Regions from separate parts of the Mus musculus genome. Here all the other regions are linked to region 1. Evidence: chromatin contacts called from public Hi-C, HiCAR-type, HiChIP or PLAC-seq and promoter capture Hi-C data. All regions are on one chromosome and are shown on one strand. The core of a region is the stretch at or near the end of the contact, and the rest is flanking DNA. Distances in the headings are between cores, read along the strand shown. Region 1 holds the start of 6530411M01Rik (RIKEN cDNA 6530411M01 gene). Region 2 overlaps Gm51424 (a long non-coding RNA gene). Region 3 has its middle 37 kb from the start of Pabpc6. Region 4 has its middle 3.3 kb from the start of Gm51424. Region 5 holds the start of Pabpc6 (poly(A) binding protein, cytoplasmic 6). Region 6 overlaps Gm51424 (a long non-coding RNA gene).

Region 1 (4,153 bases), core at 898-3,397:
AACACATCCTGGAGCAAAGTTGTAACTAAAAGTGCAAGCTGAACAGCCTGAGCCTCCATCCCTCCTTTTCCTGGCAGTGACAAGGTCTGTGATGTGTGCCAGGCACCATGGAATGAGTAAGACACCGGCAGAGCTTGGTGTTAACACTGTCTGCTATGACCTACCACTTTTATGTTTGTTTCTTTATTGTTCTTTGAGTTCTATCATATTTGACTTCACTTTCAAAACATTAGTGAACCCAGCAGAGCACACACTTCCCAGAGCCTCTGAGTTTTGCTCTGTTTTCTAGGATTTCTTGATCCACAGTCATCACAGCGGGGCTCCATTCCTGTTTCTTCCCATCATGGAGAACAGGGAGAGCTTATTTTTCTCTATAAATTATTTTTTTTTCTAAATCAAATCTACAAAGATTAAAAGATGTAATGAACATTAATAGCGGTTCAGCGCGTCAGTGTTTTATAGTCTGGGGACGGTCAAATTATTTGTTTATCTTTTGCTGCTGTGTTGTTTGGTTTTCAAACATGGTCTCAAATCTTAAAACAGACTAACCTGAAAGTTACTGGTCATCCAGGCTGACCTTTAACTGTGAGGCATTCACTTCTCTTAACTGGGTGAGTCCTGGAATTACCACGAGGCTTGTATCACCATGCTTACTCCATTCATTTTGTGAAAGCATTTTGATTATACATATACAACACACTCACACATACAGAACACACACATCTATATACATATATACACACATGTAAGTATGTGTATATATATTCATATACACATACACATATTAACCATTATGGTATTAATACAGGTGCTATCATTTCTACTGCTGAGAACGGAGCCCAGAAAAATATGAATATAGACCAATATTAAAATATAGATAAACTTATTATCCTTATATCTAAATATTATCTACACATACACATTCACACATGCACACTACTCCATAAGAAATGGCAGCCATTTAAAGGTAATATGTGAGATGCTTTATGAAAAAATATAGACACAGCCCATGCATCAACATTCCTCATACATGTATATGTACATAATCAAGGAGTTTACGTGAAAAATGCAAAATACAGAAAATACTGCTCTGGGTGGGTTTCATCTAGAATCCTTTTGCGTTCACACATTTCTCTAATTTCACATCGTATGATTCTGATAACAAAACAAAGGATAGACTCATTTCAGAAGCACCATTTTAGAAAAAGGTCATCTGCTCTGATAATTCTGTTCAGAAATGAACGGGGTCGGGGGTTTGGGGGTGTGGCCCACATGACACATTTCTAGGGCTCTTTTGTGCTTGATTTTGTCCCTCTGAGACAGCACAGTGGGCAGAGGAGCCCAAAGGGAACAGGCACAGCACACTCAGAGTTCCCCTCCCCCACTTTGCTCTCTGAAACTCTGCAGCCAACCTTATTGAATTCCTCGTAGCGATCCTGCCCAGTGCCCCGCTGTGGCCCAGCTGCTTTCCGGCACCCTCTCTGATAACAGAGAGAGGGCGCCCCACACCTGCTTCTGAGACTGGCTCCTTAGGGATGTTACTGTTGCCTCCTGGATCCTGTGCATGCTTGAGAAGGATCCCCGGAACGAGACATTATTATTTTCTCTTTTCTTCGCGGAAAAGAGGCTAAAAATAGGCACAGAAGCACCTTACAGCCTCCAGGCTAGTGGCTGGAAAGTCACCGTTCAGAGGTTAACGCGCCAGCATTAAGACAAAGTAAAGTAGCGAGCGCTCGCGATGTCACGGACTTGCAGAGTAAATAGGGGAGACAGGCTGCTCTGACGTGCTGAATTTATGAACTTTACTGTTCTGCTCCACCCAGAGCGCTCCCCTGCACTCATGGGATGCTGTTGCTGCATTTGCAAGCCACTGTCTCTTTCACCTCTGAGGCGCTGCATTTGCAAGCCACTGTCTTTCACCTCTGAGGCCTGGGAACCACAGCTCCCCTGGGGTCGCTCCTTGCATGGCTTCCGGAGCCTCCAGGGATCTTCAGGTCTCTCCAGGAACAATGCTGTGAGCCCGAAACTGCATTGTCTCAGCCGGATGTTTTGAGGAGGATCCAGGGCACGTTTGCCAGCTTCTAAACAGCATAGCACAACAGCCCCGCTTCTGTGAGTCTCTGCTTTGTGAATCTGCTTTCTGGACTTGTCCTTGCTCAGCACCCAAATTAGCTTAACAAGCTACGGAAATCTCAGCTCGACCTGGAGGCAGCAGTGGCAAGACAGAAACAGAGCTCCGAATCAATTGGCCAGAGGCGTGGGGGGTGGGGGAAGACAAAAGAAACATTGTGTCAAATTTATTTTCTGTACTCTTGGGATTGCAAGGAGAGCCTGAAAATGCTCACAGCGAGAGTGACTAGGGCCGGCTTGGATTTTTAGCTAAAATAAACCATATTCATGTCAAACTGCAAAGGGCACATTGGTTTACCGCGCGAGGGCAAAGAAGACAAACGGCGAAGTAGCGGCATCAAATAATGATCTGAAATTTACCACGGGTTCGCTCGGTACATCCTTCCCTAACTCGTGTATATTTCATTTAAATGTATCCATCAGTTTAAATAGGGCACTAGGTCCGTCCCGCCCTCCACCTGTGCTCTCAATGTTTCTCTGCGTGTCTGCCAGTTTGTGGGATGCCTGCAGCTAAGATGAATCAGAATACAAAGAGAGGGCTGACAGGTTCGTGTATGCCCAAGGTGAGCTGTGACCTAAAATGAGACTAGTTCTAAGGAAAGATGGATCACATGTGTCATGCATGCTGGACCAGCAGATGGCAGCAGAGCTCTGGGCTCCCACCACAGTGAAACTCCGTTCCCTCATCAGAGTGGTCCTATGTGCCCTCTGTGTCACTGACCCCAGAACAACATCTTTGATTTATAATCATACATGACTAGCATCTATCCCTTTTACTACAAATCTATGACATTAATTCAGAGGTCACCATTCTCTGAATGGGACATCCTGCTTACATAAAAAAGAAAAATAAAGTTTAAAGGCGTGGGGGAAATCACAGAACAAAATAGGGGGTATGTGTGTTTCCCCCGTCTTTGAGCTTCTTAGTCTATATTACCCCACAACCAAAACACAATATGTTGGTTGAAAGTGTTTTTTTTGCAACTAGTTCCTAGCATGAGGAAGCATAAGCCTTTAATTTCATCATCTGGGAAACAGAGACAGGAAGATGTCTGTGAGCTCAAGGCCAGCCTGGTTTGCATAATGAGTTCTGGGTCAGCCAGGTACAAAATGAGACCCTGTCTAACAACAAACAAACAAACAAACAACTCTTGCTTGGTTGACCATTCACAATCTCCCCATATTTAATAAAAATTTACCCCCAGAACTATTTTGAAATACCCTCTAACATAATATGATTAGAGATAGTGCCCAGAGCCAAATTTCACTTTGTCCTTAAAACCGCAGTCAGAGATTCTCCAGGTCTTCCCAGCTGTATTTTAATGGTTTAATGATTTTTCAAAGTAGAGGAGTTTGGGAAATTATAGGATTTAACAAATTGATGGCAGTTGGCCTTGTACAGGTTTAATTAAATTAGGGTTTAATTGACGAGATGGAAAGGGGTGGTGGGATTTTTCTCATCAGCATTCCGGGAGCATCAATGAAGATCTGCCTTGCCAGAAAGAGTGTCATAACCTCCCGAGACACTAGATGGTGCTGCAGAGTCACTATGGAATTTCTATTACCGGTTTTTAAGACTCTTTGATCCTACGTTATTATTTTTTTTCCTGCTTTCTGAAGAGCTTGCATCAGAAAACACACCAAAAAAGAGCAGATATTTTTAAAAACGCAGTATTGTCAATGGAATCGTGGAAATTGACGCCCGAGAAAGACGAGATAGGCATGCTTCTGCGTGTTTAAATTTAGATTCCATATTTAGATTAATCTTCAACCAAGTATAACAGTCTAAAGAGTCCTGGAAATACTTAATGGCCTTTTGCTGTGGCATTAATGAATTGCATGAAATTGAAATAAGATTTGCTTGGACGCTACCATCCGGTGGAAGAAGGCGCAGTTTGTCCTAAATAGATGTTGAACGCATTTCACCAGTGTGGTCTGCTGTGGAATATGCTGGGTGTGTGTGCCTCGTCATCCCCCTTTAATGGACAAACAGATCCTAGTGCAAAGCAAGGGGTTTAAAGCC
Region 2 (3,757 bases), core at 444-2,943, 370 kb after region 1:
AGGGTGAAGCCTGAGAGCAGGGAGACTGACTATATAAACCACCGTTACTGAGCTGTCATCAGTCAGACACAGAAGGATTAAATGTAGTGTCATATCAAATTACACAAGAAAATCAGGCCTATGCACACTGATCACAGAGTCATAAAATATAGAATCTTACGATTATCATGCAAAAATTTACTCCAGAAGACCCAACAAGCAGCTGAAAGAGTCAGATGCAGATATTTGCACCCAGCCAATAGACAGAAGCAGCTGACCCCTGTTGTTGAATTAGGGAAGGCTGAAAGAAGCTAAGGAGAAGGGTGATCCTATAGGAGGACCAGCAGTCTCAATTAATCTGGACCCCTGAGATCTCTCAAACACCATCCAGGCAGAATATACCAGCTGATATGAGGACCCCAACATACATACAGTAGAGAACTGCTGGATCTGTGTTCATTCAGAGATTATGCACCTAACCCTCAAGAGACTGGAGGTCCCAGGGAAATTAGAGGTCAGCTGGGGTGAGGGGGTGGGAACATCCACATGGAGACAGGGGTGTGAGGTGTAGGTATGGGATGTGGAACAGTCAGAGGGTGGATTGGGAGGGGGATAAAATAAGGAGTGTAAAAATAAATTTAAAAAATAATAAAAACCCAAAACTACAGAGTAACAATTCTGACTACATCAAAAGTAATAACATATGTACACCAAAAGACACACAGATAATGTCAAATGAGAAAAAAACACGAAAAACTAAAGCTAGTGCTTGTAGATTGAGCATTATGGAAGCAGCTAATATTTCCCTAATTTTGAAAGTTACTAAATTCAGAATGGAAATCTTTATGATAATTGATGTTCCAAGAATTCTCAAATGTGAACAGAAATTTAAACAAATACCCTTTCATGGACTTTGCTGCACAAAGTACACTCATTACTAAGCAGACCACATTTACAAAATTATTGTTCGTTGTCAAAGAGACATTTATAGTTCCCAAGTAAAGCCACTAATTAGCATGAACACCATGAGCTACTCTCACCGAATTGATATGGTAATAGACAAAACAAAGAAATAAGAAATGTTAATTACTCCATGCAACATTTATCCTCATGAATTTGTGTTCTTTTGGCTTTAACACTTTGAAAACAATGGCAAGAAACGAGTTCCCACCAACCTGCATGGACTCAGGTCCAGGGGCTCTGGTTGGGAAACTGTGGGCAAACAAGCTTTGGGCGTTTTACCCTGTGGCTGTTGATGGCTTTGTGGCTCATTTAAGAATCATCCAGTGTTACACAATGACAACAGGACTTCATGAATTTCTGCATGGGGACTTTTAGAAGACAGACTTAAAGTGTCAAATAAGAGCACTGATTGTCTCATTAATTCCAAATGGGCAAAAGATCTCGACATAAAACCAGATACACTGATCCTGGTAGCAGAGGAAGTGGGGGGAATAGCCTTGAACACATAAGTACAGGAGACAACTCTCTGATCAGATCACCTGTAGCACAGGAGTTACGGTCAACAATTAATAAACGGGACCTCATGAAGCTGAAAAGCTTCTTTTTAAGGCAAAGGACATCACATCGTCAATCAGACAAAATGGAAGGTGGTAGCTTGCAGTGAGCACATCTTCAAGGGAAGTGTAGCAAACCTGAACCCCCAACAGCTATAGCTGCCTACTACAGGAAAAGAGTCAGAATCACTTAGCTCCATCAGAACCCACAGACTAGGGCCTAAGACAACAAACAGATGGTGGAAACTCCTCTCAGCTAAGTGGGGCAAAGGAACACGAAACTGGATCCCTTCTGAGGTCTTGATACAAAAGCAACATCTAAACCTGCTGTCAGAGAGAAACGTAGAGGGAAATCCTTCTGAAAATGATCCAGAGCCTACTCCCACAATGCACTTGGGCAGAGGGATGGGAGGATGGGGAGAGCAGTACTCTGAAGGCTGACAGCGGGACATGCGCCAAATGCCAAGCTCAGCTGGACTCATATTCATTGGCCCTCATCTAGGGGAGAAATCAGAGAACTTGAAAGTTTCCATAGAATTTAAGCACGCTTAAACATTAAGGCAAAAACGGAAAGCAGTAGTGGAGCTGAGGGGTCCAGAGGACAGAGATGCAGTGCCCACGAGCTACTGTGCAGCTAAATGTACGCGTGCCGCGCGAGATGGTGAATCCAAGAGAGCGACCACGGGCCAGTGGAAACATCTTAAGAGAGATGAGCAAGGATTTTATGAATAAAACAAAGATATCAAAGTGAATTTTCAGTAAATTCTTTTTAAAGTTTAGAAATCGTCAAGTGAGACAAAAAAAAATCACCTACATATTTCATATTCAAAATGGTGCCAATGTGCAAGGCACTTCAAAACAAAATAATATTTCAAGCAAGGATTCTGCCCCTAGTTCTGTAGACAGTGGCATGCTGGGATGGAAAGAGCACAACGAACAAAAGCTCCCAGGTTTCTACAAAGGGAACATCTGGATCTCAAAGATGAGAAGTGAGGAGTTTTCCCAGCAAGGAAAAGCAAAGGCAGTTCGTGAGCGTCCCTTTTCCAAGGTGTGATGCTGACGGCTTTACATAAGGCAGGGTAGAACTGTAGACATAAACGTTTACCTGGTGAGAAAAAGAAAGCCATCATTTCCCAGCATTCGTCAACTTTAGGAACAACTGGCCCTCTAAACAGAGTTGTTAGCCACGACTTGTTTTGATGTAAGTCTGACAACATTAACCCTGAAGCAAGACACACCGTTAGGGAACGGTGCAATGGCCCGTGACAGCGTATCCTCCGAAGTCAAAGCTGTGTACAAAATTAGCCAATATCAGAAATGAAACGGCATGCCAAAATATTTCCTGTTACTTGCTGCTAATAGACACCCTGCTTGATAAAGTGAAGGTCTCCACATGGAATCGAACGTGCGCGGAGGTAAGTGCCAGAACGTGGCTGCTTGGTGTGGTAGAAACTAAGGCAAAAGTAGATAGCTTCCCAGACTTGGGAGACAAGCTCACACTCCCTGTTTCGGCCCTGTTACAGACACTGAGTGTCTTCTTGGTGAGCATCCCTTTCTCAGCGATTGGAATAATGTATAGGTCAAAAGACATAACTAATCAATTACTGAGCTCTGACCTTCCGCAGAGCAATGACTTCAGGCTTTCCTCCTAAGGCACTGCTCCCTCCCTGGGGACACAGTCCCACAGAGTCCCCACACTTTAAAACAGTCCCTCTGCCTTCCCAGGGCTGCAGAGGCATCACTGAGAGCTTTGGCTCATTGAGTCATTCTGTCATTATTCATTATTAAACACCTCCCAGAGCAGTTACTAATGCAGATAGAATTTGATTTATGCATCCAGGAATCTAGGAAGATAAGCCATAGTAGGGCAATCAACAAAATATCCTTTCAGAAGTCTCATAACAGTGAGGGGGGAAAACCACAATAAAACAGTGAAGTATTTAAATTTTGCATTAGAAAATATAATGCCAGCATTGAAAGTATCCATCAGTGGAGGTGATTTATTGAATAAAGGTTTGCATGCAAATTCCATGTCATTCTTTACTTGAAAAGAGCCATTATTTGTATGAAAATCATTTGGGGAATCTCATTATAGGGAAAATATACCGGCAAAGCTGCATCTCAGGAACATAACTCTTGGTGGGAACAGGCATTAATCAGACTTCCTGTAAGTCTCAAACATTAAGAAAATATTTCCCAGACTGTTTGGCTGATTCAGAAGATTGTCTGGGATAGTGGAGCAATGGAAGACCCCTTGAAGA
Region 3 (3,905 bases), core at 1,016-3,515, 460 kb after region 1:
TGTCTTCTGATTCAGTATTTTGTAAAACATGGTTCTCTATCATCTTTTGGTTGGTTAAGTAAAGAGTGGAACAGCCAATAGCTAACAGCTGAGCAGCAGAAGAAAAAGCAGGACTTCTGTGCAAGGAGGGGCAGAGGGGAGAGGAGAGGGGGAGGGGGAGGGGAAGAGAGAGGGTCTCAATTTTAATCATCCAAGGGTAACAACATCATAAGGTTCTTTTTCAATGAGGCCTGGAGAGAGGGTTCAGTGTTTGGGAGTACTGGCTGTCCTTGCCTAGTACCTGTGTTTTCTTCTCAGCACTAACACTGCTGCTTACAAATGCCTGTAAATCTAGTTCCAGGGGACCAAATTGCCTCTTCTAGCCATCAAAGGCACTGCACACACACAGTACACATACATGCAGATAAAACATTCAGACCAGATTCATAGAAGAAATATTTTTTGTGTGTTTGTTTGTTTGGTTGGTTGTTTGTTTTTGAGACAGGGTTTCTCTATATAGCCCTGGCTGTCCTGGAACACACTTTGTAGACCAGGCTGGCCTCAAACTCAGAAATCCACCTGCTTCTGCCTCCCAAGTGCTGGGATTAAAGGCATGTGCCAGTACCGGTTGTGAAATAAAAATTTTAAAGTTATTTTTTATAGAAATGGAAGGGATCATAAATTTTCTGAGTATCAGGGCTACCACCCATACAACTAATCACCCAGACTCCATGGTCTTTGTAAGAATTCAGTGTTGTAAGCTGGCCTTGTAAGCTGCTTGCATTCTAATGCTAATTTGGGCCTCAAAAGCTGGTTGCCCCAGAAACAAGAGAGTCTGCACATAGACACTAGCTAAGTGACCCTGTCCCCTGTTAATTGTGATTGGTAAATAAAGATTCCAATAGCCAATAACTGGGCAGAAGAGACTTAGTTGAGGTTTAGGTTTTGTGGGCTTGGGGAAGAGAACCAGGAAGAAGGAGGAAGAGGAGGAGGAGAAGGAGGAGGAGAGGAGGAAGAGAAAGGAGGAGGAGGAGGAGGAGGAGGAGGAGGAGGAAGAGGAGGAGGAGGAGGAAGAGGAAGAGGAAGAGGAGGAGGAGGAGAAGGAAGAGGAGGAGGAGGAAGAGGAGGAGGAGGAAGAGGAAGAGGAGGAGGAGGAGGAGGAGAAGGAAGAGGAGGAGGAGGAGGAAGAGGAAGAGGAAGAAGAAGAAGAAGAAGAAGAAGAAGAAGAAGAAGAAGAAGAAGAAGAAGAAGAAGAAGAAGAAGAAGAAGAAAAGAAGAAGAAGCAGCAGCAGCAAGAAGAAGCTACCAAGAGTTAGCTGAGGCATAAAAATGTAGCCCTGTGGGCTAACTTGTTGGAGTTAAGAGCAGCCCAGATGAAACCTAGTAAGTAGTAAGTAGTGATTCAGGGTTACTGATAGGAGAGTAGATTCAACAGAATGGAGGGTAGACAGCTGCCCAGTTACTGTGCTGGTTAAGGCTTACTGTAAATATAAATGCCGTGAGTGTGTTTTTAATCCTGGAATCCAATAACCAAGGAGGGGTGGAAACCCTGGGCCAGGATTTAAATAATTAATATTATAATTCAGTCCCCATACTTAATGTTTCACTTTCTAGTGCAGTCTACATGTACAGAGTCAGCAATATTCAGGATGAGTCTTCTTCTCCTATGTTCTCCCTGGAGCAACTCTACCTCCCATGTATTTTAATAGATGACATATAATGTCAGTTAGAGTCCAGTAAGGCCTACTACATTTGAGGCTTGAGTCTCTCTGAATCTTGCTGCTGTATTTCTGAATGGAGATCTGTGGGCCTGGCAGTTTGCCACTTCAAAAGCCTGCCGGTTCATTTGTCACTTCTAAGCAACAAATCAGTTCATCATTTGTTTGCCAAGGAAGGCAAAGCAAACAGGAGCAGTCATCGTCAGTACACAGACAGAATGCTAACCTGGTCTGTCTCGAACTTAGGAAGGTCATATGGGAGCTGGAACAATTTCTTCCTTGGCTGTTACGAAACACCTTACAAAGTCAACTTAAAGAAGGGAATGGTTCGTTGGGCCTGTGGTTCAGAGATTGGGGGACTGTAGCCCACAGTTGCAGGAGAAAGTGACAATAGGACTCGGGCAACTCCCCCCATTGCATCTGCATTCAGCAAGCAAGCAGCAGACAGGAAGGAAGGAAGGAAGGCTGGACTATGAATCCGCAAGTGTGCTCCCTTTGGCTTCCTCCTGAAGACTCCATTTCCCACAACAGAACCACTGATTGAGGGGACCAACTGTTTAAATCCACGAGCTACTGGGGATATTTTACATTCAAACCACAGCACACGCTCAGCAGCTCCTGGCTCGTGCAGCAGAGCATCGAAAGGAGTCCAAATGTTCCTGTGGAAAAGAATTGTCTTCCCTCCATTGTGCTGGTTTGTCAACTCGGGTCACTTTCGAGTTCCTTGTGCATTTCTAAAGATCTATCACCAAAGAAAGCAAACTGCAGCAGCAGCATTTTTAAGAAGGCGCCAGGGATGTCAGTTTAGACTTTCCCATTAGTTTATGATGGCAGTTCTGGCATTTCAAAGCAGGGTGCAGCTGTGTGGGAAAGATAGAGGAACGTGGTGCCCAATAATGGTCCCGCCCCAGAACGGGAACAAGTTACTGACAGCTCAGATGGCCTTCCGGGGTTTCTAAAGTCAGCGTCGTTGGGATGGTGTGGCGAATGGACTCATTGTCTCTAAAGGGTTTGGAATAAAAGCTGCAATGTAAGAAGAAAACAAAAAAACAGAATGAAAAGACAAAATACTGACAATTTACTGGGCATGATACCCTGGGGAAAGTACATTCAGTTCTACCAAAAAAGACACTTTGCCTATGTAGACCTTTCTCTTTCTTTACAAGCATTAAGCAAGATAATGTGTGTTTTTAAGGAGCTTCATGGTGCCTGGAACAAAACATGTTTTTAGAAGAGGCTTTGCTTTATAAAGAAAAGTATAATTCACCATCATTTGATGTGCTGAGTAGTTGGTGGGTTTGTTGTTGTTGTTGTTGTTTGGTTTTGTTTTTGTTTTGTTTTGTCAACTTGACACAGCCAGGAAGGATCACCTGGAAAAAAGGAAGCTCAGTTGAAAAAAATGAGTTCTTCAGATTGCCCTATAGACAAGTCTATAGGGCTTTCTTTTTTTAAATTAATGATTGGCATGGAGGGCCCATTCCACTAGGGACAGTACCACCCATGGGTAAGTGGTCCTGGGTTGTCTAAGAAATCCATCTTTAAGGGTGTCACCATGGAGTTTCCATCTCCACTTTAAGGCTTGCCTCCTGTTCACTTAATAAGTCTCAGACATCCTTGCATCCTTTCAAGCATGGCAGGACTAGCATGAGCCTGTACACCTACAGTTTGTCTTATCACAAAGATCATGAACCAAGCAGCAGGATGACTGTCTACAGAAATTCTTCCCATAACTCAAAAGTATGTGTGGTGTGCTTTCCTCACAAGCCATCTGTCTGGCAGCCTCAGCCCCTTTCAGTCACTTCTTCCTATCAATAGATGTTCAGACTCTTGCTTGTTGTGTAGGTGGCAAGCAGCAACCCCTCATTTTGTTGAAAGAGCCCTAAAGTGCCATTACCAGGGGTGGTATTTTAATAGTTATCAGATGCACTATTTATTTGGCATGTAACTGAGCTTTCCAACGAGGTACCTGTCCTGCCGTAGATACAGAAAGCATCCTTTGTGCTGACAATGGTTAAGCTTCCCCGGAGCTGCTGACCAAGATGCATGTTCTAACATGCGCATGTGTTGAAAGGATCAAATTTCCTGTCTCTGCTTATCTTGACCCAGGGAAAACCTTTTAGGTATATGCACAATGCCAGGTCTAATGTATCAAAGGCCTGGGTTCCTTGGCATCCTAGGTCTTCAGAGCTGTGTGAAATCTACTCTTAA
Region 4 (4,089 bases), core at 801-3,300, 410 kb after region 1:
AAGCAGCAATGAAAATAATTTTATGATTGAGAGTCACCACAACATGAGGAACTGTGTTAAAGGGTCACAGTGTCAGAGAACACAGTGAACACAACGGGGTTGAGATAGGGGGGTACTTACTTGGGGGAAATAAGACATTGTAGGGAGCAGGACAGGCTTACCAGGGAACATAGCACTGTGTGTCTTCTGTACACTATTTTAATGGCTATCAACTGACATCTTAAAGTCGCTGAAAAAAAAAATGTCCTTTTCTCCCTCTTTTTGATAAGTGTGATCAGAGGATCACTTCAGGAGTGTCCTAGATGGCATTAAAATCTGACAGGGTAAAAGGAGGAGCCGCTTGAGTTGTCCAAGGGGTTTAAGTTATATCCTTTCCCAGTAAATGAAACTTCTGATGAGATTCATAGAGAGTATAGATTTATTGGGGAGAATGAAGAAAGGCCTTAAGCAAATGTTGCCAGTTTTATTGGAATTCTTGATTCCTAGCTGACTTCAATCAAGCTCCTAAGTGAGGGTTTTCTTTTTCTTCCTGTGTCTCCACAATTTTCTCTAGCATTCTGTTCTACCTCAATAATATTCTAGAAAGGAAAGAAGAATTGAGTGTGTGATTGCTCCTACATATCAATATTTCCACCCAAGAGCAGACCTCATGGGTCCTTATAAGATTATACATAGACAGGTAATAACTTTAGGAGGATCCAGCCCACTTCCTAGTACTATAGGGGACTGTGGCTTATCATGGACACCCAGAGCTTCTGCACAGCTCTGGATATAGGATCTCAGCAGGGTTCCTAGCTTGAACAGGCTTCTTGCTCTTTCTTAGCAGACAGCTATGATATGAACTTCAGTCCCACATTTCTGAGAATACGCATTATCCTGGCGGCTCAATAAAAAAATGACAGTGAGTGAAGCATCCTACCCTGTTAGATATTCTCCGTTTTTCATGGGACTTCTTTCTCTGAATTGGCATCAGTAGTATATCACCCCTAGCCCTTAATTTGGAAGCCAGAAGAGACAAAGACATTAACACAAATTTTTGTCTACCTCATACAGTTCGCTTTACTTGTGGTAACTTGAGTTTACCCCAAAATACATCCCTTTAGGGGCTGGAGAGATAGCTCAGTGGTTAAAAAATGTTTGTTGCTTGTGCTAGAAATTATGCTTGCAGGTACACACACGTGTGCTAAAAATAAAATAGATAACTCTTTAAAGAATACTACAATATATAGAATTAAAAACACATTTTAAAAATATTTTTGAAAACGTGTCCCTTTACTGCCATGCCATGAAGCTTCATGTGTGTGTGTGTGTGTGTGTGTGTGTGTGTATGTGTGTGCATTCATGTGTGTGTGCATTCATGTGTATGTATGTGTATGCTTGTGTGCATGTATGTCGTGGATCTCTGTGTGTGTGTCTGTGTGTGTGTATCTATCTGTCTGTGTGTGTGTTTATCCTTGCATATGCATAGATTGCTAGAGCAATCCATACTGCTGTTCTTTAGCTCTTTCAGTATAATGATGTTTCAAAAAGTACAATGCCTCAAACATGCCAACCTTCTGAATTAATCTTTCCAACACACACACACACTCACACACACACACACACACCCTTACATCTGTTATAGGCTCAGAGATGGATAGAAACACTGTCCTCTGTTTTGATTCACCTGTCACAAAGTTCTTGACACAAGATTAAATATTGGTCATTAGATGAATTCTATTACTGACTACATTCTGGGCATTCTTGAGCCATAATCAGATCTCCCAGGGTTTCATTTAATTCAACATTAAATGGAAGAATTAACATGGAACTCATATTGATAAGGGAAATGAACAGCCTGGGGGGCCCTGTCAATACCTTAGCAAAGAGAAAAAGAAATCGCCGAAGGGCACTTTACTTTTGTCTGTTCACTGAATCAAACCAGCTCCGTGAAGACATGAAATTATGGCAGTCCAGACAGATAAACATGGACCCCTGAGACAGACCTGTCAAAGCCCGGAGCTCTGGAGCCATCCAGAGGGCTAAGAAGGGAAGGTTGTAAGATCTAAGGAATCTACCCAGGCTAAATGGTGAGACAGGACAGGCTCAGTCTGGAAAAAGCCACTGAGGGCTTAGGGCTTCCAGGAAGCTTGCAGTGGGGTTGGTGATATATTTACAGCCCGAGTCTCACTAGCAAACACCCCTGATATCATTGAATGACCCCGAATTACAAGAAAATAATTAAACAATAGCAGGAAGCCATGTCTTCCATTGCCTACTGAGGCATAAGATTAGGAAGAGACCCCATGAGAAAGCTAAGTCTCTGGGCCTCTCAACTCCAGATAAACAGAATCCAAGTGTCCAGCAAAATGTTAATGAGTTCTAATCTGCAAAGAGGTCTTGCCTGGGACCAAATAAATTTGCAAGTCCTGGCTATGCAACACAATGAAACTCTTCAGTAAAGACTCTCACAGACTATTTAGTGTGCTGCTCATGATAATTCCCCCAACGCAGTGTGGCATTTCCCAAACTCATTTAACTTGGGAATATTTTTTCTAATTCAGAGCCCCCATTAGCATTGGACGTTTGTGTATGGGTGCCTCTCAATTTGGAAAACAGTGGTGTAGGTCCATTTACATTTCAATGGATGCCTGCAGACAGCTCCCATTCTGTCGGTTTGGCATGAAAACCCCCAAGGAAGCTGACTCCTGACAGGATAGAGCATAGAAAGACCAGTGTGCCAGCCTAGGCAGAAAATGTCCGAATTGGCAAGCGTGTTCACAAATCTTTAGATCTGACAGTGCTCTGGTCATTTATGCTCAGTGCTCAGATCTGCAAAGAGCCAAGTCGGCCTGAGGGAAGTCATTGTCCTCAGAGGAACAACTGGGAAGGGAACTGAGCCTGGATTAGGCAGTAGGTGAGAAAGACCCTGTGGGTCGCTGTAGGTGGTAAACCTCAAAGAAAAAAAGAATGAAAGCCAGTGCAGATTGGCCTCCTGAACCTAGATCAGTCTTCTGTGGAGTCTAAGGCCAGGCCGTCATTGCCAACATATTTAAAGTACAGTATAATTAGACAACAATCCATCCAGTCCTAGGGGTACAATAAAACATTTTCCCTTTTTTTTTTTAAAAAATTAGATATTTTCTTTATTGACATTTCAAATGTTATCCCCTTTCCTTGTTTCCCCTCCGAAAATCCCCTATCCTCTCTCCCCTCCCCCTGCTCCCCAACCCACCCACTACCACTTCCTGGCCCTGGCATTACCCTACACAGGGGCATAGAACCTTCACAGGACCAAGGGCCTCTCTTCCCACTGATGACCTACTAGGCCATCCTCTGCTACATATGCAGCTAGAGCTATGAGTTCCACCATGTGTTTTCTTTGATTGGTGTTTTAGTCCCGGGGGAGCTCTGGAGGTACCTGGTTAGTTCATATTGTAGTTCCTCCTATAGGGCTGCAAACCCCTTCAGCTCCTTTGGGTACTTTCTCTAGCTCCTTCATTGGGAACTCTGTGCTCTGTACAATAAAACTTAAGGTATGACTAGATAGCAACTGCTTTACAAAGAACGTATGATTATGAAGGTGAGTTCTATAGCTAAAAGAGCTAGTATCTATTGAGGTCTCTACTGAGACAGCATAGAGGTCACCAGGCAAAAACATGCATAAGTCATCTCGCTGAAGGGATAGGTAATGGTCTGGGGATGGAAGAGTCTAAGACAATCATTTTGGGAAATTTGGGTGAGGTCTGCCTCTACAGGTAGCATAAAGGTCACTGGGTCATCAGCAAAATCACTCTCAGCTGTTTGGAAAGGAAAACAGGTATTTTATCACCTCCGTTGAGAAAAGGTCCTGTGTGTTTAACATTCCTAGTTCCCCTAGTGATCTGTGGGCACAAGGACTTTTGTACCTCTAACAAGTAGAGACAAGAGCCTTGGGCACAAATGACAGAGAATCCACATTAAGCAGGCTCACAGCTTCCTTGGTGATCTGAGGCTCCTGGCTATAAATCCACTCAGCCTGCATTAACTCCTGGTCTCTTTGCTGTGGAAAACATGGGAACAGAGGAGGAGTGAGGGAAAGAGAAGAGAGAAGGGGACAGAAGGAAGGAG
Region 5 (3,735 bases), core at 766-3,265, 500 kb after region 1:
TTAAGCATTTGGGACACCAGCAACACTGCTGACTGCTTTCTGTGAAGTCTCTTTAGCTTGGTGAGCTTGCAGTACAGCTATGGCTTCATCAACTTTGGTGTGGAGACACTCTGGAGACTCAAGCATGTGGCGTAGCTCTATATTATCAATTTCCAACAGCATACCCGTGATTTTACCAGCAAGGGCAGGGTGCATGGCCTGAATAAGAGAGAAGAGCCATTCCCCTAACATTTGCTTTTGAGCTTGAGGAGGAGCAGAGGCCAACATGGAGGCAGTCAAAGACTCTTTACCTTGGACAGGAACAGCAGACCGCTGCGTGCTGACATGTGGCTGTGTATTAGGATGCTGAGGGGGATTTCGGACTCCAGCAGTATATTTATACTGGGTAATTGTGCGGGTGGCAGGAGCAGCTGCAGCAGCAGCAGCAGCTGCAGGATGTGGGCCCATCATCTGTGTGGATGTGCTGGCAGTACGATGTCGTATAGCCTGTGAGGTAGTGGGTCCTGAAGTACTAAATGATGGCATAGTATGTGATGGGTGGATGGTACTAGACATGTTTTGGAATGGATGAGCTCTGGTACCGTGAGCACTCCCACGGGCACTTGGTCCTTGCTGAGTAGTCTGATTAGGAGCACAGTATGCCCTACGGCTCTGAGTTGGTGTAGCTGTCATGCAGTAACCTGACGGCCCCTGCGCTGGCTGGAAAGGGCTGACGACTGGGTTAGGCCCGGCACTGGTGCTTGCCATTCTTTGCATGTACTGGTTACTGAGGTGAGCCTGGCGCTCCTCTTTGCGTTGAGCTAAAGCTACGTAGAGTGGTTTGGTGGCCACTATTTTACCATTCATTTCTGTAACAGCTTTGGTGGCTTCTTCTGGAGAGGAAAAACATACAAAACCAAACCCTTTGCTGCGCCCACCCTCCATCGTTACCTTTGCACTAGTAATCGTACCAAAAGGGGAAAACTCCTTCCGGAGACGCTCATCATCGATACCATCATCAAGGTTTTTCACATAGAGGTTAACACCTTTGCATCTGACGCTTCTATCTTGTGGTACCCGTTCAATTTTGTGCTTATCTTGCTTCATCTGCCCGAATTTGTGCTTCAGTTCAGTCTGTCGTTCCACCTTTTTCTGAGCACGACCTACATAAATTTGTTTTCCATTGAGGTCTTTTCCATTCATCTCTTCCACTGCCTTTCGTGCATCTTCATGCCTTTCAAAGCTTACGAATCCGAATCCTTTGGATTTTCCACTTTCATCAGTCATGACTTTAACACTTAAGGCAGGCCCAAATCTGCCAAATAGATCCTGGAGTCTCTCATCATCCATATCTTCTCCCAAATTCTTGATGTAAACATTGGTGAACTCCTTGGCCCTGGCTCCAAGTTCAGCCTGCCTGTCTCTACGAGACTTAAAGCGACCAACGAACACTTTGTGGTCATTTAGGAACATCCCGTTCATTTTCTCAATTGCTCGTTCAGCTTCTTCCTGTGTCTCGAAGTGTACAAAGCCGTAACCCTTGGAGCCATTCTCATCACACACCACCTTACAGGAAAGGATGTTACCAAAGGCAGAAAACGTATCATACAGCGTTTTACTGTCAATGGATCTGTCCAGATTTTTCACAAATATGTTCCCTACTCCGCTCTTGCGCAGCGACGGGTCCCGCTGAGACCACATGATGCGAACCGGCTTGCCCTTTATCACGTCGAAATTCATGGTGTCCAAGGCCCGCTCGGCGTCCTCCAGCTGCTGGAAGTTGACGGACGCGTAGCCCAGCGAGCGGCGGGTGATCCTGTCCCTGTACACCCGGATGGAGAGGATGGGCCCTGCCGGGCTGAACTTCTCATAGAGCATCGCCTCGGTCACGTCGGGATGCAGGTCCCCCACATAGAGTGAAGCCAAAGAGTAGCTGGGGTCGCTGGGGTTCATGTCTGCAAAGGCTGAGCAGGGAGCAGGAGCAGCACAGGAACAGAAGGCAACCGGAATGGAAAGGCCCTCAACTGCCAAGAACCCGGAGGTCGGCGGCACGGGCGGGCTGCTTCCGGTTGGGAAATGGGGGCTGTGATGCCATAAGCTGGTTGTCCGGGTAGAAATCAGCCTCCCTACCTGGGTTCCGGACACTGGTGGTGCTGGTTGGTCTTGTTCGGTTGGTTGTGGCTGGTTATTTAATCAAAGTATCCGGTGGAGAATGCTCTGATTTGAGGATTTCTTTTTCTTTCTTTTTTATTTATTTTTTAAATAGTAGGAGTGGGGTGATACGTGTTTGTTCTGAGCTTGAAGCATACACCTTATATGCTCTGCACTGACCTCAGGGGCAGATAAAGATGCTTTTAAGGGAGCTATTTATTTCCTGCAAGCAAAAAATAAAATAAAATAAAATAAAATAAAATAAAATAAAATAAAATAATCTCAGTGAATAATCCTGTTTGTTATATTCTAGCTCAAACTAGAGTCTTGATTACACATGAATATGAACATACACATGCGCGCACACACACACACACACACACACACACACACACACACTTGGGATGAGCAGGGGTGAGGGAGGAAGAGAGAGAGAGAGAGAGAGAGAGAGAGAGAGAGAGAGAGAGGGAGAGAGAGGGAGAGAGAGAGATTCCTTTGAAGGTAACTCTCTATTCATACTGCAAAAGAAAACTTTCAATACAGACCAAGAAGATGATTTTGAGAGCTTAAAAATTAATCAAACTGAAAGTCCCCATCCGGGACAATGCAGTAGCAAAGGCAAATTACCATAAACATCAAAAATATTATTTCTCACTTGGAAGTCCAAGATGAAGATGTCAATAGATTGTGTTTAGTGTGTGTGTTTGTGAAGAGGGGTGTTCTCTTGAATGTAGGTAACACCCCAGTACAAACACAAAGGTAAAAGGGAGAAACTAAACTTTGTGAAGGCTGTTGAGGAAGTCAATAATTATTCTGAGGGCCACTTGGGACACAGTGATATCATTCAGTTTGGCTGTTTTACTTATATGCTCTGGGTTTGTTGTTGTTGTTTGGGTTTTGTTTGCTTGTTTTTTTAGAATACAAAAAGAAGTGGTCTCCTGTTTAAGTGCTTCACATTAATGCATCAAAAATATGAGTAACGTACCATGGTCTCAAATTTCATACTTCAGTCTAATTTAAAAAAAAACTCATAATTAAGAGAGCTATGAATCGGCTTTCCATTGACAGATACTTTATTCCAGATGCAACTAATTAGTAACAGGAAGATAGTGGCTTGGGGATGTTTGTGTTATGTGGTGGTGGTGGTGGGAGGGCAGAATATAGCTAATAAGCTACCAAGGGCATAGCTCTGGGAGAAGGGAGGATGCGTGAAGAGCATCTCCCCTTCATCCTAAGCATCTCTCCAGCATCATCCCTGTAGTGGGATCATTTATTATTATCATCAGTGCATTTGGGTGTTAATAGATGTTTACACTTTCCAAAATATTTTATATGCACAATGGTATAATATGTCTTCAATGCCACCAGTAACACCACATGTTTCTTAACAAGACACTGAATGTCTGAGAAACCAAGCAACACAAAGAAGGTCACTTTTGTTTGCCAATTATAAATTATAACGTGCTGTTTCATAACCCCTGAAGATTTTTGCCTGAATGTACATTTTGCTGCCAATTCATTAGAAATTGGAATCTCTCAATAGCTCTAAACTGTTATGAAAAGCATGAAATTAATATGTTAAATAATACTCTCTATTTAACCAAT
Region 6 (3,686 bases), core at 776-3,275, 260 kb after region 1:
AGGAAGTCAGGTGCAAGTCATAGGACTTAGCTGCAGTCCCTGGCGCCTTTGGGACTGCCACCACACCCGCTCCTCACACCTTAGAATTGTGTTATGCAAGTTTTCTAAGCTATCATCAAAATGGCTTGTATCCATAATACCAGCACCTGGGAAGCAAAGGAGAGAGGATTCCACGTCCTAGATCAGCCTAGATTTCAATACTAAGATCCTGTTTGAAATACACAAGCATTTGAAAAACTCCCAACATAATCTCTAAAATTAACGGTAGGTAAAATTTCAGATATATGTTCTCAGGTAAATGTTATCTGAGCTGCTCAATGTTGTGCCACAGTTACACAGGCTCTCTGTGCTGGTGATTCACTACCCAGTGTAAGAAACCATCCTTTTAATATTCACACTGAATGCATAAGTCTGAAAAGTACTCATCTTGTAAAGAGATAAATTAATTGTGTTAACTCCATGGCCATACGATCAATAGCAGTATATGTCTTGGGCATCCCTCCTGTTGTATTTGACAGAGGGTTCTGTATTGACTTCCTGTAATGTGTATGTCCTTGGATTGTCCAGTGTAGGTGAACTTGTACTTTTTTTGTCGTTGGAAGCCCACTAAATTAGCCTTCTCTGTGTTCTAGGCATTATTGGAAGCCCCTGGATGAATGGATTCAGTTGATGCTCACAGCAATCCTGCTAAGTAATTACTCTGATCTCCCTTCTGCGGTTAAACAGGGAGATCACACAATTCCCCAGAGAAGTGGGAGAGCTAAGGCAAATCTATCCATGCAGAACGGTGTAGATCCTTAGCGGAAATGCCTTCTGCTATCTCATTCCGCCCTTTCTTTTCTATCTTGTTATCCAATGGCTCGCTGTACCGTATAACTCAACTCCTTACCAAGCATATCCATCCATCTCACAGCCCGGCCACTTGCTTCATGACGTCTGTTTTGTTCTTTGAGACGGGGTCTTCTATGTAGTCTAATCTGGTCTCACAATTTGCCGCGAGCCTTCTGCTTCTGTGCCCTCCATGCTGGGTTCACAGATGCCTACCACCACACCCGGTAGTCCCAAAAGCGCTAAATTTAAAGTTAGGCTGTTGTAAACCCAAATGGCGTCCTGAATGGTATTCCCTCTCAAATCTGTTCTTCCTCACCATGGGCGTGGGACTCTGCCTTCTACAGCACTGCCTAAATTAGACAGCAGGCACCAGCATCAGCCTATCGGCTTCTCCTTCCCAGACTTTACATCACTCTGTCACCTGGTGCAATGATTCTACCGCCTAAATGTCTCCCAAGAACACCCTCTCCTGTAACTTTGAGAACTGCACCTCGGTCTGGGTTTGGTTTTTTTTTTTTTTTTTTTGGGGGGGGGGGAGGGTGTTGGACGCAGGAGGGACCTCTTAGTTTTTCCAGCATCCCAGAGGATGCGGGTGGTTGCCGGTTGCCACAGGCTCTGGTTCTGTTTGAACATCTGACTCTAGAGTGGCAAAGCAGCTTCCTTTACTTAAACTTTCCATTTCAACCTCCTGAATAGAGGACTCTGTCTACTGCTTAACCAACTACAGTTACGTTCCTCACTGTGCTCACAGTACATTTCCTTCTGCTTTGGTCTCAGTTGATAATATGTGCCCAATATTTTAGTAAATTATATCATTCATTGCCAAGTACTTCAACATCAAGCTAGGTCCATTTATTGTCTTCCTTGCTTGTGCTTGTTTCTGCTGTGCTCTCCTCTACGAGGGACGATCTTTGTTTTGTTTGTTTTGCTGGTTTTTGTTTTTGTTTTTCTGAGCATGTGCTAACAGTATCTATGAGACTTTTGAATACCCTACTCTGTGGTTGGTTTCTTCCACACAGCCTACCCCTGTTTTGCCTTAATGGAGGTCTCCAGTGTGCTTCCTGTGTTCATGAATCTTATGTGACAGTTCCTACAGATCCAAAAGCTGGTCTGCTGGAAGGTCTGGAGAAGGCTCGGAGCCACAGCACGCTCTGGCCTGCAGAGGGCGTGACTGCTCTTCCTCCAGGGCAGCATTTCAGCATCTTTTGTGCTTGCTGTGGATCATCCCAGGCTTCATAATTTGGCTAATTAGCCCTGACTCCAAGCATCTTCTAGCATCCTGAGCCAACAGCTGCAGTTTTTGTGTGAACAATAAAACTAGGCTTAACGATGCGAATTGTGAAAAGACAACACTGGACACCCTTTACTGATACTCAGCCAGTGTCGTCATCCCTCCCAGGGTCTGCAAGGAAAACTCTCCCAGACCAGAGAACAGCCTGAAATGACCCACTATAAATTCCTCTGCAGAAGCGTGTATTCATCTTAATATGCTCTCCCCAGACTGCCACAGCTAGATGTCATTTGCATCTGAAATTTACCTTCCTTCTCTTCCCTGAGTCCAGCCCTGCTTCTCTTTAAGGACTTGGCTGTTAAAAATTGAAATTACCAGACATGCTGTATTTTGAATTTATGCCAGAGCTCCTTAGGCAAATGCTTTCTGCATTCCCAAGCAAGAAGAGAGAGAGCATAGTTTTCCCAACTGTCTTTGTCAGATATTCTCCTTTGCTCCTGACTTTTGTGACAAGATCCTTCTATCTGCGGGAGCTGTGCAAAATCATGGTATAAACTCCATCACCCAGGAGGTTCCTTCTCTTGTGATAAATCAGTCTCATGGAAAAAAAAAAAAAGAGTCCTTCATGGACAGTGAATGCATGATGCATGGCCTGTCATCACTGACTTGTTACCTCCGTCTGCAGGGCCTTCTGTAATGATCTAGTTACTGCGGGGTACGTCCTAAGCCTCACCTGGGCCATGCCTGGAAGGCCCATCTTTCTGGGGAATTATCAGACCAGACACAGAAGGTAGGGACTGCTGGTGGAGACATGGCCACTCAAGTTATTCAAAAAGATAAATGTTCTACCTACTGACTCTGTCATTGCATGCTAGCCAATCATGTAACACACATGAAGGACTATGCTCTGTCTTACGAGGAAAGATGTTAGCCATTTCAGTCCTGTGAAATGGTTCTCACTTGAATCAGCCTTGTTGACTTAACTCACCCTGTTCTCTGGACCCAGCTGAGTCTCAGTTCACTGCACACATGAAACACTGACATGTAGAACATGACAGAGAAGCTTTCACATGCCACAACATCCTAAAATGAGGCTACTGTTTTCATTTTTTTTTCCAGAGTATTGAAAGCAGGCCAAAAAATTGTCATAGTTTATAAACCAGAGAAACAAGTATGGACACTCATTTCATCTCTCTGGGGACAGCAGCATCTGCAGTAGACATGCATGTTCTATAAGAGATATTTGTGATGCCAGCAGGCATGTAGAATCTCCACTGTGCCACAATTCACTATGGAAGGATCACTAAATTTTACATGAATGTTTTTGCCAAAGACACAATACTTTCCTTAGGATTTAAATTCGAATTTAAATAGCTGTGACATCGTGGGCAGCTAGGTGAACTTGTGGGCAACTAGTATCAACTCTAATACAACAAGGCATATGTGAAAACCTAAGGACAACTTCTTCCTGTCCTTTATAGTCAAACATTTATTTTCTTGGGTGAATTCACTTTACCTGTGTCCTACGTAGGAATTGCTTGATCAGTATTGATAGAAAATCAGGGTGTCTGCTACTTTTAAACTTTACGTATGGTTTAAAATCTGCATCAGGTAACCAGACTCT

The links. Promoter capture Hi-C pulls out the DNA fragments that hold promoters and counts their contacts. Hi-C and Micro-C count contacts between places; a contact is called where the count stands out from the background. HiCAR-type assays count read pairs that join an accessible place to other places. HiChIP or PLAC-seq counts read pairs in DNA pulled down with a chosen protein or histone mark.
Region 2: a HiCAR-type map of astrocytes shows a contact between it and region 1, with 4 times the contacts expected there. The contact joins the enhancer-like site here to the promoter of 6530411M01Rik in region 1. A contact is called at or near these places in 1 of 484 Hi-C or Micro-C datasets (cortical neurons), 9 of 115 datasets of contacts at active chromatin or transcription factors (astrocytes, embryonic basal ganglia, embryonic forebrain and 3 more) and 1 of 9 other capture datasets (embryonic stem cells).
Region 3: a contact with region 1 is called in a HiCAR-type map of astrocytes, with 7 times the contacts expected there. The contact joins the enhancer-like site here to the promoter of 6530411M01Rik in region 1. A contact is called at or near these places in 2 of 15 datasets of contacts at CTCF or cohesin (embryonic stem cells and stem cell-derived epiblast-like cells), 7 of 484 Hi-C or Micro-C datasets (embryonic stem cells, nephron progenitors, neural progenitor cells and 2 more), 14 of 115 datasets of contacts at active chromatin or transcription factors (VIP interneurons, astrocytes, a beta-TC-6 cell line and 7 more) and 1 of 9 other capture datasets (embryonic stem cells).
Region 4: an H3K27ac HiChIP or PLAC-seq map of neural progenitor cells shows a contact between it and region 1, with 39 times the contacts expected there. The contact joins the enhancer-like site here to the promoter of 6530411M01Rik in region 1. A contact is called at or near these places in 2 of 15 datasets of contacts at CTCF or cohesin (both in embryonic stem cells), 17 of 484 Hi-C or Micro-C datasets (astrocytes, brain, cerebellum and 10 more) and 21 of 115 datasets of contacts at active chromatin or transcription factors (astrocytes, differentiating embryonic stem cells, embryonic basal ganglia and 10 more).
Region 5: a contact with region 1 is called in a promoter capture Hi-C map of embryonic stem cells, with 4 times the contacts expected there. The contact joins the promoter of Pabpc6 here to the promoter of 6530411M01Rik in region 1. A contact is called at or near these places in 9 of 39 promoter capture datasets (the C10 cell line, cranial neural crest, embryonic stem cells and 4 more), 1 of 15 datasets of contacts at CTCF or cohesin (embryonic stem cells), 4 of 484 Hi-C or Micro-C datasets (cerebral cortex, embryonic stem cells and forebrain), 14 of 115 datasets of contacts at active chromatin or transcription factors (SST interneurons, VIP interneurons, embryonic basal ganglia and 5 more) and 3 of 9 other capture datasets (embryonic stem cells, liver and pancreatic islet).
Region 6: a Hi-C map of forebrain shows a contact between it and region 1, with 18 times the contacts expected there. The contact joins the enhancer-like site here to the promoter of 6530411M01Rik in region 1. A contact is called at or near these places in 2 of 39 promoter capture datasets (hippocampal neurons and stem cell-derived epiblast-like cells), 12 of 484 Hi-C or Micro-C datasets (cerebellum, cerebral cortex, forebrain and 7 more), 11 of 115 datasets of contacts at active chromatin or transcription factors (SST interneurons, embryonic forebrain, embryonic hindbrain and 4 more) and 1 of 9 other capture datasets (embryonic stem cells).

What each region holds. Positions count from the first base shown.
Region 1 is chr17:9,165,875-9,170,027 of GRCm38.p6, forward strand. It overlaps 6530411M01Rik (RIKEN cDNA 6530411M01 gene), which reads right to left and starts at 2,148. Exons shown (of 3, transcript NR_027881.1): 1 at 1,413-2,148. Gm52287 (a long non-coding RNA gene) reads left to right here. Exons shown (of 2, transcript XR_003952250.1): 2 at 1-4,001.
Region 2 is chr17:9,535,213-9,538,969 of GRCm38.p6, forward strand. All of the region lies in intron 2 of Gm51424 (a long non-coding RNA gene), which reads right to left. Among named protein-coding and RNA genes, the nearest start is that of Gm51424, 39 kb to the right of the region's middle. Within about 2 kb of position 1,694, at least 13 of the 459 cell types and tissues checked have an H3K27ac peak or open chromatin away from gene starts, as enhancers often do. A contact at or near this core is called in astrocytes, embryonic forebrain and stem cell-derived neural progenitor cells, where this site is marked.
Region 3 is chr17:9,630,491-9,634,395 of GRCm38.p6, forward strand. No RefSeq gene overlaps it. Among named protein-coding and RNA genes, the nearest start is that of Pabpc6, 37 kb to the right of the region's middle. Within about 2 kb of position 2,266, at least 29 of the 459 cell types and tissues checked have an H3K27ac peak or open chromatin away from gene starts, as enhancers often do. A contact at or near this core is called in VIP interneurons, astrocytes, forebrain and 2 more, where this site is marked.
Region 4 is chr17:9,577,576-9,581,664 of GRCm38.p6, forward strand. No RefSeq gene overlaps it. Among named protein-coding and RNA genes, the nearest start is that of Gm51424, 3.3 kb to the left of the region's middle. Within about 2 kb of position 2,051, at least 54 of the 459 cell types and tissues checked have an H3K27ac peak or open chromatin away from gene starts, as enhancers often do. A contact at or near this core is called in astrocytes, cerebellum, cerebral cortex and 9 more, where this site is marked.
Region 5 is chr17:9,667,689-9,671,423 of GRCm38.p6, forward strand. Pabpc6 (poly(A) binding protein, cytoplasmic 6) reads right to left here and starts at 2,016. Exons shown (of 1, transcript NM_001163836.1): 1 at 1-2,016. The coding sequence starts at 1,932. The coding sequence ends at 1.
Region 6 is chr17:9,426,591-9,430,276 of GRCm38.p6, forward strand. The region is part of intron 3 of Gm51424 (a long non-coding RNA gene); the gene reads right to left. Among named protein-coding and RNA genes, the nearest start is that of Gm51424, 150 kb to the right of the region's middle. Within about 2 kb of position 2,026, at least 28 of the 459 cell types and tissues checked have an H3K27ac peak or open chromatin away from gene starts, as enhancers often do. A contact at or near this core is called in SST interneurons, cerebral cortex, forebrain and 1 more, where this site is marked.